Linked DNA regions of Lactuca sativa: region 2 is linked to region 1. A link is a contact called in public Hi-C data. All regions are on one chromosome and are shown on one strand. The core of a region is the stretch at or near the end of the contact, and the rest is flanking DNA. Distances in the headings are between cores, read along the strand shown.

Region 1 (3,654 bases), core at 445-2,944:
CCACAATGAAAGGACGTGTGTCTTCAATAATGTCTTCAGTACGTCATTGCTTTCGTCATTCCTCCCGCCACCGAAAGGACATATATTTTTGAATGATGTGTGCTTTGGTTATTGCTAACATTAGTCTTCCATGAACGGTGTTTCTTCCGTATTGTCTTTACAATGGCTGCAATTATGTCGTGATGCATGCATGATATGTTTACAAAGCTGTTTTTTAGATCAGCGGGTAATTCAGCTAAGTGATGTGAAAATTTTTCGAACGGTTGTTCGAAAGTTTCAATTGCTTTTAATACTTCTAGGGTTATTTAACTGTCTGTTAAAGAATAGATAACGAAGGTTTTACTGGCATTATTTACTGTGATTCTTGACTTTTGATCTTTACCATTGCCTACGCGAGATGATGCTAAATAGACACCGACAAGTGCAAAAATTAAATGGTCTTGTGTAGGTATTTCATGGGGTAGGTCATCTTTTGTTGGTTTTGAGTCATTGCTTATCCCCATATTTACGAAAGTAATGCTTGGAACAAGTAATTGAGAATCTTCATCAAAGATTGGATAACTTGAATGCATTTTGATAAATAATCCTCTTTATTGTATTGCAAATCGTGTTTTGTAGCTTCTGATTACTATTTGAACAGCTGATGGGAATTCGCTAATGCAATGTGAATTTGTTCCATCAAGATAGATAGTGTCTATGAATCCATGGCTGAAAATAGTCCCATAAAGTCATGGGGTCAGTGAGATCTGCTAGGAATACTGCTTTTGGGTCTAGTTGCCTGGCTACTGGGTAAAAGCCCATTAAAGAATGGACTTCGCTGTATGAAATGAGGCTGTCCCATAATCTGACAAATTTTTGAGCAGATGGTTTTTTCATAGCTTCTTTTTCTTTAGTTGATGAAATGGCTTCAAGGGTAATTTTTGTGTTTAGTTGGTTAAAAGATTTTGGGATGGAAAATAACAAATAATTACAATTCCTTCCACAATGAAAGGACGTGTGTCTTCAATAATGTCTTCAATACGTCAGATCACCTTGAAATTCCAATGGATAACCAAACCGAAAGGATCCAATGTTCATACAATATTAATCCAATAAATATCCAATTATCATCCAATATTATTATCAAATTAATATCGGACAAAATTACAAATATAGTCAATTCTCTTAATGATTTTGCATATTTGAACAATGGTAGCTGAAGTTGAAGATTGAAGTTCATTTGCTAATCTTATTTAGCGTAATTGTATGCAGTTTAGTTATAATCATCCATATACAAAATGGATTTGAATTGGTTAAATAATGGATAACCAATAAAATATATCCAATGAATAAAGTTATCTAATCCAATATCCAATTAGATTGATTCGGTTCGGTTGGTATAAAGAATTGAATTAGATCGGTTGACAATATCCAACATTCAATGGATAATTTGATTGGATCGGTTTCGCCAAAATCGATTGGATTTAAAACGAAAAACATCTCTTTATATTTTTTTTCATATTTTTTGATAAGTCAAAAGTTTATGAATTTAATTCATATCAATCACAAATAAATATCAATCATATTAAATATGATATAAGGTAACAAAGTGACCTCTTAACTCGTAATCTCTAAGAAATAAAGTTATTATTGCAACTTTGCAATAATGGTGATAAGTTGGTCGCCGTGGCAACGTATATTTCACAACAAAAACAAGCAGTTAAACACCCAAAGAGAATTACCCCCTTCACATATCATCAAACAAATCTCGTCGGGAACCCAAAAATCTCATCTTTCTGCCGCCGCATCTCTCTTTATCCATCCCTCTTTCTCGGCGCACGAACGCACTAAATCTTCAACGCCACAACAGCAACGGCGACGGCGACAATGAGATGGGACGAACTGGAAGGCGATTTTATGCATCACAACGACGAACAAGAACCCCAACAACAAGACCAACAAGACTCTTCGTATCTCAATTTCGATACCCTCTCTCTCATTTCTAAGCCCAAGGTAAATTCTTCTTTATCATTTCGTCGTTTTTGATGTTTCTGTTTATGGAATTTTACTTGATTCTATCAGTTCTTTTGATTTTTTTGTTAATTTCATATGCTATTTGACCGATTTTAGGATTATTATCGAATACTTGAGGTGGATTACGAAGCTACGGAAGAAGAAATTCGGTCCAACTATATTCGTTTAGCTCTGGTTCGTCTTCTCTCCCTCGTTATCTTCTACTCCCCTTTCTGTACTTTGATCCTTGAGATGAAACATACTGATTTCCGACTTTAAAATCATCTGGATTTCGGAATATTTTTTGTACTTGCTTCAAAAATCGAAACCCGATTGATCGGTACCGAAATCTTAGCTTCTGATTTTGTGTCTGATTCATTTATGAATTGAGAAACCCTAATCTTTCAATTGGTATTACCTATTGATTAAACACCCGATTCGGTTGTTTTCCATGTTTTTGGTTTTGGATATGTGATCTTGATTTTAAGAGCTTTTCTCTTGGACAGAAATGGCATCCAGACAAGCAAAAAGGTGAGGATAGTGCCACATCCAGGTTTCAAGAGATAAATGAGGCATACAAAGGTTGGCATCTGTATAATTATCTTGAAATTCCGTTCTTGTTTTTCATGTTCAATGTCAGTTTCACATATGTTTTGCAGTCTTCACTTTATTTAGCTGATAAGCGAACTTTTTTGGGATCTATATATGAGGGTTTCTTAGCCAATCAATGCGTATCATCAGAAACTAGAATTTGCAGTTTTGATACAAATGATCATATGAATTTTATTTCCTAACAATGAGATATCTATTCAATGCTTTAACATCAATGCATTTCCATTTTTGCAGTTTTGAGTGATCCAATCCGTAAACAAGAATATGACAAGACAGGAATGCTATACCTCTATGATTACAACATTGTGGTAAGCAATAAGCATATCATCATTCATTGCTTTTACTTTTACTTTGATTCCATAGTTCCTCTTCAATTGACTGAATGTAATGTAATGGAATGGAATGGAATGCAGGATTACCTTAACCGTTACAAGGGTCTTATCTTAACATGCAATGGCCTCGGGATGAAGACATCAATCTTGTGAGAGACACACGCACACTTTGGTACATATGGTTGGTTCTTGAGGCTGTTGATCTTATGGTGGTGCAAGAAGTAATGAATTTGCAAGTTTTAGATTTATTACTTACTACTGCAACTATTATGTAAAGCTTTGTATCATGCCAATCGACTCTAGTTTTATGGTTAAAAAATCTTTTTAACACCCTTTTTGATTGTTTATTTTTACTAAAATTAAGTAGCCCTATGAGATATAGTGCTCAGTAGCGTAGTAGTTTCAATTCCAATGTGGATTGGTCTTTCATCTATAGTGTGATGGTGTATGCCTAACTATAATGTGTGTATAAAAGCAAGTTTCGGTTTATATCACAAAGTAATTTACATCAAATCTTGTATTTATTATGGTAATAAATACAAGATTTAATAGATGTATTTAAAATTTCACAAATGATCCTCAGACAAGCTTCACAAAATGATAGAAATGGTCCTTATCCAAAAAAAATTCAACTTGGATCCATCTAATGTAAAAAATGTTTCATATGGACTATTTTATGGACAATGGAAAAAACTTAAGGATCATCTTCGAAATTTTG
Region 2 (3,654 bases), core at 595-3,094, 190 kb before region 1:
TTCTTCCACCAACCCAATCAAACATGGGAAATCTAGCCAACCACCCTTCGATTCTTGCAGTGTTGTCTAATAATGATCCCTCTTGAGTAATAGCAACACCCTGAAAATATTTCTTTAATTAGCATAAACAAATTTTATATATTATATGTAGAATTGTAGATACAATATACAGTTTTGACTCTAGGCTGTATATTATTCAGCTATAATTAACCAATTTCTTATTTACACATAAAAGCAGAAAGAAGAACCTGAAGATCAAAACCTGTTTTGCAAAATTCAGCCCAGCATCACGAAAAGCCTTTTGTACTTCCAACAAACCGTTTCTTGTTTCTGGAGTGCCTCCACTCTGACTCAAAATTCAGAATCAACATTAAGCAATTTCATGTTATTAAACCAATAAAATAAAAAATCTATTCAGACCTTTGAAACTACTATTACAAGTGTAGATGCTAATTCTGGTCCAAGTTGTGCAATTTGATGGTCAATTCCTGCTGGATCTGTATTGTCGATGAACCTTATCTGAAAATCAGTCCACATTCGAAAAAAGTTATGTGTTATTCTACAAGTTTAAAATAGAAGAATTAAAATGATGACATAAAAAATAAATATTACCTTGAGAGGAGGATTATCAGGTGCTAAAGCCTCAGCGACAAACTGTGGTCCAAGAGCAGAGCCTCCGATTCCAACTGAGAGTATGTGTGTGAATCGACCTTCTGGAGAAGAAGGAGGTTTTATCTGAAATCATAAAAATATAAAACATTTTACAACCACAATTTTATATGTATTGAAATAAAATAAAACTCGTATCAGTTATCGATTTTATGATTTCGCAAATTTTTACATGTATGTGTAGCTATAGAAGTAGTAGCAACATAATCTTGACTATAAAAGTCAAAGCTTGGTGAGTTAGTTCCAAGTCAAAGTACACGTTGCTATCAATGATCAAGAAATCAAATTATCATGAAAACAATATTTGGGATCCCAATTTGAGTGTTCTATTTGCCATATTTCGGTCAAGTTTAGGGTTTGCTTCATCTATGTTGAGAGATTTGAAATGCTGAAGACAGAAGAAATTGAAGATCGGTAGAGAAAATAAACTAACCTTACCCACGATGATGTCTTCGGCGAATGTAGAAATGGCTTCAAGTGTGTTTTCAATCTGCAACCTCAAGAACGAATTAGGGGATAATTTAGGGTTCCTAAGCCAATAATGCCCCACCATTCTCCCTTCATCTGGATTAGCGATTGCACCTTTTTCCAGATCCTCCATAGCCTGGAAAGCCTTCATAAACCTAGGCTCCATTTCCTTCACAAACTCGTCGGTAAACCCGACCCGACTCACATCCAAATACAAACCTAAATCCTTATGCTGGTACAACCACTCTGTGTATCTCTCCCAAAGAACTTTCGGGTCTGTTTCCAGCCCTTTCTTCGCCACTGACTTTCCTGGTACCCCATCACCGGTTGCAGCAATCTTTGACAGACTTGATGGAGCATCACGCGCCACCGAATGCGTCAACAAACTGTGGCTACTCTTGCTACTGATACCTGAAAAGGAAATTTTTAAGTTGTCTTCTATTCGAAGCGGCGACGAGATCATCCATGGCGATTGGATTCTTGGTAATGATGGTAAGTTGGGTTTTGGGATCAAATTCGATGATGATGAACACAACCCCGATATCGACGCCATGGGAGAGCAAGGCAAGTGACAGAAATCGATGAAACCGAGGGGGGTGTTTTAGAGAGAGAAAGATGTTGCCATGGCAATGAGGCAGGCTCTTTGAGGAGGGGTTTTTGGAACCTTGTATAGTAATGGTAAGTGGGTCGTTGATGAATTTTCAACTCTTTTCACTTTCTCTCTCACACAAAAACACCCTGAAAACGCAGTGGTATCTTCTCTCTTACCTACGTTGATTGGTGGAGGGAGATTTATTTTATTGCAGAATAACCCTTTGAGAATATCGAAAGGACGGAGGAGTCCCTTGGGATATTCTTTCATTGTACTCGAGTCAATGCAAACATACATGGCTCGTGAGTCATGACTCATGTGACATAAAGGGTGCATCAATAATGACTCTTCGTGAGTATGGATAGATGTATAACTTAAATACAAAATGTATTTTTATTTTTATTTTTATAAGTGAATTAACATGATTAAAAACTTAATTTAAGTATCCAATGTAATATTTAATACTACAAGCAACTTATTTGATAGTAAAATTCCAAAAAAAGCTTTTAAAGCGGTTCTTTGTGCTTGCATCCAAAACAACATGAGACAAACCCACTTTCCCATTCAATCGAACATCAAAGACCAAACACATGGAACATGTGTGTAAGGTAGCATCCAATTGTGAAAGGTGGGTCCAATGGCTTCGAATAAGCTTTTTAGAATATGTATATATGTGTTGGTTATATGAGGATATCAAAATTCACACAACACGATAATATACACACATGAGAAAACCCAATATTAAGTCAGGGTCATCATAGAAGGAAATCAAGAAGCAAGTGAGAACATAGGAAAATCAACATAAATTCCCAAATATCATAATGCAGAGTTGAGAAATCAAGTTCCCTATCTTTATCTCTATTTGTATATAAGCAAATTTAAGAGAAAAGATCATAGCAAGACCAACATGTGCTCGATCTCAAATAGTGTTGAAGTACAAGTTTTGTTGTGACTATCTAAAACGTGTGAAGATGTACTTTGTAAGGTTGTGTTTTTGATATACCGAAATTGGAGAGTTCGTAATGCTTCTTCGGTATTTGACATATGATGAGTTGAACATACATAACCTCCACGCATAGGTTAGTGAAGGCAAACAGTTATAACACACTATCACGTGGGCCATCCTACTTGTCATTATATTATTGGTTGTTACCTTTCATCGACTTAGTTTTTTTGTTAGTATAAATACAGAAGGTTAGATAGTGTTTAGTAATGTTCTATCAATTCGTGTTATATGCTTGTAATATTTGAACCGTAAACATTTTCCTATCAACATTTGAGCGTATTTGTTTTCGTCTTGATGTTCATTTAATTTTGCACTATATTTTGTCATGCATCCTTAACAGAACAAATGGTATGCAGGATTGTTCAAACTTTGGAGGGTTTCCTTTTCATTTTTCATTCTTTAGATCTATCTTTGTCGCAAATCTATTTTTTAATTTGAAATTTTAAGATACTAAAGTTTTGGCAATTCAAATCATGTTTTTGTTAATGGGAAACAGTTACAATTCATAAGTGTTGGTTATAACACTCGTGCTCTGATTTTCTAGAGCAATACGAAAGTTGGCAATTCGCATAGAAGATCATCTATATGCTCTTGATAGCGATATTTGATGATAAACTGAAGTTGCACCTCACAATCATTGATCAACTAGTCTCATGAATCTTATAGCTTGAATTATGGTTTCTAATCAAGATTATACAATCTTTCATCCAAAAATAATAAAATCGAAAATGTTTTTCTTTGTAAACAAGAATTGAGGTATCAACTTCCAACAAACTGTTTTATTCATATTCAAAAATGCAAAACAACAAAAGAGATGTGGAATCGGTTAAGAGATATGTATGAAAATGCAAATAAGAAAAGGAAAACAAAGTTATTACTTTTTTTATTGAATCTCGTGATTTCAAATAAAAACCTAAGA

The links. Hi-C and Micro-C count contacts between places; a contact is called where the count stands out from the background.
Region 2: a Hi-C map of leaf shows a contact between it and region 1, with 10 times the contacts expected there. The contact joins the promoter of LOC111913409 here to the promoter of LOC111913410 in region 1. A contact is called at or near these places in 2 of 4 Hi-C or Micro-C datasets (both in leaf).

What each region holds. Positions count from the first base shown.
Region 1 is chr9:115,875,910-115,879,563 of Lsat_Salinas_v11, reverse strand. LOC111913410 reads left to right here and starts at 1,694. Exons shown (of 5, transcript XM_023909117.3): 1 at 1,694-1,992; 2 at 2,110-2,187; 3 at 2,499-2,574; 4 at 2,839-2,912; 5 at 3,018-3,268. The coding sequence starts at 1,867. The coding sequence ends at 3,089.
Region 2 is chr9:116,061,394-116,065,047 of Lsat_Salinas_v11, reverse strand. LOC111913409 (glucose-6-phosphate isomerase 1, chloroplastic) reads right to left here and starts at 1,844. Exons shown (of 14, transcript XM_052767189.1): 1 at 1,103-1,844; 2 at 613-735; 3 at 421-519; 4 at 263-346; 5 at 1-100. The coding sequence starts at 1,690.